2 separate regions of the Mus musculus genome follow, and region 1 is linked to region 2. The links are chromatin contacts, called in public promoter capture Hi-C maps. All regions are on one chromosome and are shown on one strand. Each heading gives the region's core, a stretch centred on a gene start, on an enhancer-like site or on the middle of the called end of the contact. The rest is flanking DNA. Distances are from core to core; before and after follow the strand shown. Region 1 holds the start of Mre11a (MRE11A homolog A, double strand break repair nuclease). Region 2 holds the start of Aasdhppt (aminoadipate-semialdehyde dehydrogenase-phosphopantetheinyl transferase).

Region 1 (4,472 bases), core at 1,440-3,939, about 10 Mb after region 2:
AAAATGAAACTACTTTTAACAGCAGAATAAAGCGATGTTGAAGCCAGCTAGAGACTAAGGAGCACATCTTCTTCTCATGTTGCTGTGCACCATGTCTGGGCTGGTCTATGGACCAGACAGAGGACACTGTGCTCTGGGATTGAAAAGCTATCATACACTGCAAAACACTTCTGGTTTTGACTTACTAACATGGATATGGGAGAACTTAGTAAAGTTAAGTACAAATGGTCAAGTGGGAAGAACTGAGTCTGAGAGTGTTTTGGATGACATTTGCCTCCTCGCAAGACTGTGGGGAGTAAACAAGTGCAGTAAGACACTTGGTGGAGTTGCAGCTAAGTTAGTCTCCATCTTACTTGTTCTCAGTAATGCTGACGTGTAGAAGGATCCTAGTAATTTAATTAGAGGACTGTTTATAATTACCCCCAAACATCTAGAGCCAGCTTATAACATAATGTGCACTTTCATATACACTACTTCATGTGGCACTCCTATAAATGAGAAAAATATTAAGCTACCATTTTTAAAGACAAGAAATTAAAGGGTCAAAAATGTTGGAATGTGCCAAAAGGTAAAGATAAGATGTTTAGGAGTAGGTCTTTGGGCTCCAAACCAAATGCTTTTCCAACTATGTAATGGTTTCTTTTTTTTACCCGATTTTTTTCAGCAGCCCAAAGAAGCAATTTGCTTGGATCTTTTTCCATCTTTTTTTCTTGCAATTGGTACCACTCTTCGTTTTTTTCCTCTTGCTCTTCATCTTCATCAGAATTGCCTACCCAGAGACTCTGAGTACCAGTGGGAATCAGGTGTCCATGAGTTTTCAACAATTCAAGCTGGTTAAACTGTTCAGAAAAGTCCACAGAGTTTTCCAGGTCTGGTTTTTCATCATCCTTTTTTTCTTTTTCCATTTTTACTACTCTTTTAAATAAAAAGCATTTCAAGTACTAGGGCGCAATCTTTAAGGAGATGAATTATGTCTGCATTGTTTGATTCTTTCTAACCTGAAAACACAAACACAACAGTTGTTAGCACAGCAGTAACTAGATATTATTAACAGCACGGATACAACCTTACAAACAAGCCAGATAAATTCTATGTCATAAGGCTTTGGTGTTTTCTCATATCCATTAAGTTTACTAAATATAAGATTTCAGAGATTTCTGCTATCTATGATCATTTATAGTCTTTACCTTTTAGAAATGCTTTCTTCTACTAAGTAAATGGCTACAACTATCTTAATTTTAATCTATTAATTTAGGTATGTTAAAACTGATGGAGTCCTGACAGTGAGTACACAGGAGGACCATAGTTCACCCAGTCCTAAAAGATTAGTCTTCTGATAAACTGCCATATTAATTTATACACTGACATCAACTTCAAGAGTTACCTAGCACATAAGCCTTAAAGAAAATGAGAAGTTACTTTGAAAACCATCAATCTTTTAACCATATTTGTTGAATTTGGCAGTTTTTTGTTGCTATTGTTAGTGTTACCACTTCTTTCTGTTGACCCAATTAGAATCTAATGTTTATTATTTCAGGTGCTATGTCTTATATTGTTTTGCTATTAAGCTTTTAAGGATAGGCCATCTTTAACACAGATTATTATGCCATTTGTATGTAACCTGCATTAAGAACTATTTGTATCATTAAACTTAAGACCTATCATTTAATCTTGCTCTGAATGGCCTCTAAGAGGAACTTAGTTATACACACTCCTCATAGATTTGTTCTACTTAATTTCAAGTTTAATATTCCATTGTCCAATTAAGCTTCATCACTAGTGACAAGAGTATCAGAATCATGACCAATGACTTCTTAGGGCCTATAAACTCCATTAAGGGATTTGTTAAGGTTTTGGCAGCATTGTGTTTTTCTTTTTTCTTTTTTAAAAGAACTATCAGAACTATTTTCTTAACATTTTCAATATTTCCTTTCACTTCAAACTCATTTTTTAAAAAGCTACTATACACCAATTCATTAAGCGCTTAACAGATGTCACTAACCAAAATATGGCACAGATCGCAGCCCCCCTTCCCACACCTGAAAACTCCTTCATATTAATTCTTAACTTATTGTCTTGGTATGCTTAATTAAAAAATCAAACCCAAATGTATCTCGACTCTGGGTATAAAGCTCGATGCATACTATTATGGAGGAATAGGATGCATTTCCTAATTTAAAGGGAACCCTCCATTTTGAGAGAGATAGCAACTGTTCCAGTTCTCATCTCATTGGGTGGAGCCCCCCATTTCAGAGGCCTGCGCTCGGGTACTGACAGATCACTGTCGCTGCGGTACACGGGCCCTTCTGAGGTCCTGAGGGGGTCTGCTCTAACTCAAGGCTCCAAATCATTTCTACTGCACTTTCTTCAAGGTTCTCTGAAAACACAAAACCGAGGCTTCTGGGGCGATCGTCAGGGGAAGCAGGGAAGAAAGGTCTTTGGTCTAGCAGGCGAGGCCTTCCGAATCGCAAAGCGAAGACTCTGCCACGATGCTACCTGCGAGGTGGCCGGCCGCCCACAGCCGCCCGCCCCACCGCTCCGGACACGCGCCTCACCTTTCACAGAGAGAACCTCACCGAGAACTTCCTTTCCGGGTTCGCCCCTTCGCTGCTCAGGATTGGCTCCTGTGAGGTGACGGAGCCATTCTGTAGCCAATGAGAATCTAGACATTCTGTGATGTCACGTCATCAATGGATCTCGCGAGAAGTACGGATGCCGCTCTCCCGCGCCTAATTCAGGTTTCTGGGAGCGGTTTTCTTGTGGTTCTGGAGACTCCCGCCCCCTTTTCCTGAGGTAGAGATGGCTTGTGGCCTCCCTGGTCGACTCTGACAAGTCCATGTTGGGTAACTTAGGCTTTGCTACGGTCTTGTAGCGTGCGGGTCCGGGGCGAACGGAAGCCCCGAGTGCGTGGGGCCGTTAGGGAAGACGGGCCGGGTGGGCATGGAGGGATGCGGGCTCTGCGTTCCGCCTCGGAGTCCGCCTCGGAGTCCCGCGGGTGGGAGGTCTCCTGTAGTGGCAGCGCCGCCTTCGCCGAGCTGGGGATGCGAGGTGTTCCACTTAGACCATGTGTTGGTTATTTATTCTGTCTTTAAATGTGGGCTGCCCCATAAAACCCATGTTAGTGTTAAGAGTATGGGGTGGCCTCTGATTCAAAGTCCTGCGCGGAGCAGCTTAAATTATGCACGTAGAAAGTTACGTTTCATTTTTCCTGTCCAGGGGTTTACTACACACCAATCTCATGAAGAAGATAGTAGAGAAATAGTAGTGATAGTGCAATTAGGACTTCACTTCAGGATGTGGCTTTCTGTTCTTAGGTCATGAAACAATTATAGTAAGTGTTGAAGACGTACATAGGACTTTCTCAAAATCACTAGCGCTTGTTCAAAAAGTCTACCCTGCAACTGAGCTCATGTTAGTGAAATATGTGCAACCTTTATAATATGTGCATTTTGGTATTTATTTTTAGAGTTTGGATTCGAGTGGTTTTTCTGACATACCTGAACACTTGGAGAGGAACCTGGTACAGAGGAACTCTACTATAAAAATGAGCCCCACAGATCCACTGTAAGCCTGACATATTAATTGTGATGACCTTACGAGAAAAGTGATATTTTAATATAAACAGCAACAGAATTTAATAATGGATAGAGTATCCCCCAAAACGTCTGTCATGCATAATTAAAAGCACATACTTATGCTTATTAGCAATAAATAAATAAATAATGAGGTGGAGCAATAGATGAATGTGTTGCAGTAATTACATGGCCATGCAGGGAGGCTCATGCTCTCTGGCTTTGTCTTAGTCTCGAGTCTATAAATAGTCCTTTAGAGTAAGTTACCCTAGTTGAAGTGAATTTGAACAAAATGGAAAGAAATAAAAGGACTATAGAAGTCAGGTGGCAGAAGAAAATCCTTGAACACGAGTGGTGTCTTCCACTCTGGTTTCAAGTTCTTGGTCAAAATTAGCTGTTTAATGTTAGGAAGATCAGCAGTTCTCTGGCTTGCCTGGTTTTATTTTCATTTGCATAACTAGACTAATAATACTCCTTTCCAGTTAATTTTGAGGTCTGAATGAGAGTGGAAGGGTACAGCTGTGGGAGCTGAGAAGTTTGTGGGTTACCCAGGGCTTCGTGCATACAATTGTGGATGTTTCTGATCTGTGGAGTTATATACAAAAGTGAACTAACTATACGAGTGAAAATAGCCTAACTTTTACTGCCTTAGTCTTGTTTCTGCAACTGGTTGTGTGATGAACGAGTTACTATCTCTGTGTCTGGCCTTATTTTTTAGAGATAGTGACCATGCTTGCCTCTTTCTCTGCAGGGACTGAGATATAAAGAACTAAACTTAATGCTAAGTATAAATGGGTGTTAATAATTCTTAAGCTGCTGATTTACCTGAAAGTACCTTTGTTTGGGTTTAAAGAATTCTGTTCTGTTATTTGGCCACATTTATTGTTGAAAACTATGTAA
Region 2 (4,943 bases), core at 1,112-3,611:
TTATTGTGGCAATTACTATCTAAAATATTTTATAATAGAAAAACAAATATGAAATTGCAAAATCATGCAAATAGAATTCTTACTATTTCCTGAACTTAAATATTTTTATACTGTTCATGGTTATTTTGTAAATACTGTTAAATTGAATCATTAAACTATACCTTTACTTCACCTAAAACTGTAAACATCTTTAACTGTAAATAAAGCTTAAGAAATGAGAAAAATACTTGATCAGAAATGTATACTACTGACAACTTGTGCTAAGATCCCACAGTTAAATCTATTGGGAAATGAACAGTACTTAGCCAACATGGCTAAGTAATATGGGAATTAACACTCCTATGTAATATTTCTTATGGACACACACACACAGAATGTGGGTAAGAGAATTGTCTCCTTCGATATGCTAATAACACTCCTCTATGCTGACTCTGTCTCAGGAATTGTCAATGTGTAGTACAGAGTAGGTTTCCCCTTCTATCAAAAATTATAACTTCATCATTCACCAAGACTGAAGAATATTCCTTGATGAACTACCTCACTTATTCTGGTCTAATAAATTGCCAGTGCAGCAAACAGGTATTTACTTCTCATCATCACTAAGAAAAGAAGCACCCAATCACAATTTGAAAATGAGTGGAATGGTAATGACACAACACTAGTGCCAACTGAATGGATCTCTTCCTCTGTGTTATTGGAACATAATAAGCTTTGAGCCAGTTAAACTATAAAAGGAAACGGTTATAATCAAAATTGATGGGTGTCAAAGGATTAATAAAGTATTAACAAGAGACAGAATCTTCAATATCTGCTTAATACTTTCCTACTATTTAAAACGTCAATTAATAATGACTTCCTTATTCAGTACTGACCACAGTCAACCCCTCACAAAATGGGTTGTAAAATCTGTTTATTTCCAGATAGGCACTAACTGTGCTATCTATCTTTTTTCTAAGTGTCTAATGGCCTCTCCACTAACTTCTAGTTACAGAAAAAGCTCCTATGAAGCTTCCCCAGAGCTACAAACCCATGTGGACTATTCACAAAAATAAGCCTGACTCCTCTACAGTAGCAGTTACTTTAGAACAAGCCTTCAACAATACCATTAAGTCCTTTCATTGGAGCTGTGCTTCAAAAAGGCTTCTTAAAAATTCATGCTGAAGCTTAATTGCCAATACAAGAGCACTGCAAGGCCATAGCGGGTACCACCTTCATTAATAAACTTATTATCCCAGTCCTCAAGGGTTTCCTTGAACTCAGAACAATGAGCTTAAAGAAGCTCATCTTTGTAATTCAGCCTCGCTTATTTTGTAACAAGAAAAAAACAAAAATACTTAGAAAAATGATGATACCTAAAGAAAATGTAGCTAACAATTTAAAGGGGTTAAAAGGTACAGTAATATAGAATCTACTGTCTCTATAGATAAAAGTTAAAGGAAATGCATCCTTTTTGGTTAAATGTTTTATCAGTAAATTAAGTACTGCCAGTAAACTTACAACTGCCTAATAGTTAAGATCTGAGACATAAAACACTTAATATGTCATAAAAGTGAACCATCACCTGGAAAACTAGTCTTCATGATATCAATGCCAACCTGTACCTCAGGTTCTGCAGCAAGAACTGCATAGTCCCCTTGGTGAGAGATGTTAAAGTTGAAATTGGGATATGGATTCAACGAGTCTTTCGCAAGAACCGGCTTTCCCTTTGAAGTTCTCTGCAGACGGATATGATCCCAAGGGATATTCAATTTCTCTGCAACTAATTTCCTTATCATCAAACGACCAGCCTGTTCAGACATAAAACACACGGTGTGTATTGCTATCTACTAATCGCATAAGTACACTGCTTAGAAAGTATATTTATGGCTTCTAAGTTTCAAAGTATAAACACATTCATTAGTAAACAGACGATTACTCCATAGGCCCCGCCTCCAATTTTAGGGTAAGGGTCTCCACAGGCAACCTCACAAGGGAAGACTAGATGTGAGTGACCCAGGCCTCCGGGATACGAAGGCTGAAGACGGTCGCACGCACTCCGGAGGCTCCGAGACCGCAACGCCACGAGCGCACGTGGGAGTCCGCAGCCCGGCCCGCCTCCCAAAAGTCGCAGGCCTCAAGTACCAAGGCTGCCTTGGCGTCGCGGGCAAACACGAACTTGCCGATGCGCTCCTTCTCCTCCGGCTGGATAGACCGCATCGCCAGAAGCCATTCGGCTCGACTTGGCAGCCAGGTACCGCAGGAGAATGCCCAACGAACGCCCTCCATGGATGGCACCACGCACAGCCTCTTAGCGGGGAACACCATACGACCGGCTCGGTCCGCTGATCCTCAAGCCAGGTAGAGCAGACGCTGACGTAGCCACGCCCCGTCGCTCCGGAGTCTGCGCAAAGGGGCAGCACCTCGCAACAGACGTTACCAGGCTCCACCCCTTTTCAGGCGTCTGTGCGAAGTAGCTGGACGCCCGGCTTAGAAGTTTCACAGACCCCCCCACCCCCACCTTTAGTTCAGGGTTGAGCGTGGGGGCGTGGCCTGACGCAGCTTCGCCCCCAACCTGTACGTCTCCTACGGAAGCCGGCAGGGCGGTTTGGGGCGGAGATTCAGAGTCAACCCAGAGCTCTGCGGCACGGCGTGACGTCTTGTGAGCTTAGCTCGCTCTCCTCGGAAAGGGCGGGACCAGAGTTTCTCAGAACCGTTTTAGCTGCTCACTCTGGAGAAAGAGCTAACGAGACAGTCGCACAAGCCAATCGCAGCCGGAGTTTACAGGCTGGGCCTGGGTGGAGACTTCACCGACTGCAGTTGCAGGTGGGTGAGCTGTGCGGTTTGAGGGAGGAGTGGGCTTGGACCGGCTTGGACCGGCTTGAATCTGGCTGTTGGAGGCAAGGCTCCTACTACTCTCGGTTGTGGTGCATCTCGTGAGCGCTCCGGAAAGGAAAGGTCCGCAGCGAGGAGCCTTCTGCACAGGGAGTTCTATATGGCAGCCGGCAGGGAGGTGACCCTTCCCTTCGTTTGCCAATGGGCCCTCCGCAGACCTCCCTGTCTACCCCGGGCCAACCGAGAACAGAATCGGTGGTGCAAGCCCTCTAAGCTTTGCTGTGCCCCTCAAGGGTTCTGCGCACCTTGATGCCTCATGCTGTTCTTCCTGCCGTCACACCAGTGCATTTCTGTTTCCTTGGTTGCTTGTGTAGATGGATGTCGGTGCTCTTCTGTGAACATCCATTTGAACAAAGTCGAGGACGAGTTAGGGTCCATGGAAAAGTTGGTCTCTGCAGATGAATGTGGATTTCGTGGATGATGGTAGATAGGTGTCATGCTGATTCAACCTTTCTAAGGTGGCCAGAAAGTATCTGGGAAAGCTAGCAATAATCTAATCTACACAACCACTGTCCATTAGTTCTGTATTCCTAGAGATGGGTATAGTCTGATCTGTACTTATTCCCATTAACATTTTTTGTGATATTACACACCCCTCGAGTCTTCTGCAGCTACATGGCAGTTTGAGTCACTCACACACAGACATTGCTATCTTGATATAACCCCTTATCTGTTAAAAGAGTGAGTGAGGTGCTATTTAAGATGTGAATATTGCAAAGACCTCATAATGTGACAAGGTATCTGAAGCACACAGAAAAAGCTACAGTAAGCAATGTGGGGATGAATAAAGACAGCAAGCACTAATACCCTTATCAGTAATTATAATAATTCAAGTTCTGTTTTTCATCCTATGTAGCTAAGAATCCTGTTATAGTGTCTTTCCCCGTGTTTTTGATGATAGTGTGGTGACGTGGGCCAGAGCAGTTCAAGTAGGACAAAAGAGGAACATGACTAGGTTCATGATGACTGGACGTAATGGTACCAAAAGAGTATTGTCAAGCTTGTTATCCTGGATAAGGAGTAGAAAATTACAGTGGTGCCTAGGGGAGAATAGGAAGTCAAGAGATGGGGATTTTTTTGTTGTTGTTGTTTGATATGTATTTAAAGATAAGAGTACTGGAATTGCATGTTATGCTAAGTGTCTAACAGAGAAGGAGAAATTTCTAATGTGTATGCCAGTGACAGACAGACAGAAGATGATGGCCATTCTAGCAATCACTCCAGAGGGATGGACCATATTTGCTTTTTGCCATGTCACTGAGCTGGAGATGCAACTTCGTATTAAAACTCGTGTCTAGTGGGGTGTAGAGATAGCTCAGCTGTTAAGAGAACTGTCTGCTCTTCCAGAGGGCTTGAGTTCAATTCCAAGCAACCACATGACGGCTTACAACCATCTACCCTGGGATCTGATGATGCCCTCTTCTGGCATGCAGGTGTACATACAGATAGAGCATTCATTTACATAAAATAAGTAAATTAAAAACAAAAAAAACCAAAACCCTCATGTCTAGTTATGCACTGTCCTGGGTTTAAAATAGTACCTTCCACAATAATTACTCTAAATGTTCCAACAAATAACCTTCTTTCAACTTATGTCACTTATGAGCTACAAATATATTCTAAAACTGGAACATCAAATTACTGCCACATTAGAAGTTAATGGTTCTTGACTTTAGAATCATAGGTCCTTTACTTGTTTTCTGCATCTCTGTCTTCTGTGGACAGTAATGGCTACCTCTAACTTTTTAAAACCAAAAGACTCCTTTTTCATTTGAGGGCTTTATATAATTTCTCTGTTGATTTACCTTCTCATCATTTAGGTGTCAACAATACATCCTCAAAAAGATTAGTATTGTAATGGATGAGGGCAAGCCCTCCAGAGTCAGAGTATTTGAGTTTACATACCAGCTTCCCACTTACTCATTGTATGTGACCTTGTGCAAAGTACTTATTTCCCCATCTATAAAATAGAGATAATAATAGTTTTTGATTTGTATAAGTAGCTAGAGGATTTAAAGAGCATACAAAATATGCAGAAGTAGCAGCACTAGATAATAAACACAAAAAGAAAG

What was found. Promoter capture Hi-C pulls out the DNA fragments that hold promoters and counts their contacts.
Region 1: a promoter capture Hi-C map of pre-B cells shows a contact between it and region 2, with 2.9 times the contacts expected there. The contact joins the promoter of Mre11a here to the promoter of Aasdhppt in region 2. A contact is called at or near these places in 2 of 39 promoter capture datasets (liver and pre-B cells).

The regions. Positions count from the first base shown.
Region 1 is chr9:14,781,965-14,786,436 of GRCm38.p6, forward strand. Mre11a (MRE11A homolog A, double strand break repair nuclease) reads left to right here and starts at 2,690. Exons shown (of 20, transcript NM_018736.3): 1 at 2,690-2,793; 2 at 3,467-3,564. The coding sequence starts at 3,545. It overlaps Ankrd49 (ankyrin repeat domain 49), which reads right to left and starts at 2,609. Exons shown (of 3, transcript NM_019683.4): 1 at 2,556-2,609; 2 at 651-998. The coding sequence starts at 905.
Region 2 is chr9:4,307,133-4,312,075 of GRCm38.p6, forward strand. It overlaps Aasdhppt (aminoadipate-semialdehyde dehydrogenase-phosphopantetheinyl transferase), which reads right to left and starts at 2,362. Exons shown (of 6, transcript NM_026276.3): 1 at 2,122-2,362; 2 at 1,562-1,787. The coding sequence starts at 2,304. It overlaps Kbtbd3 (kelch repeat and BTB (POZ) domain containing 3), which reads left to right and starts at 2,611. Exons shown (of 3, transcript NM_001164574.1): 1 at 2,611-2,802.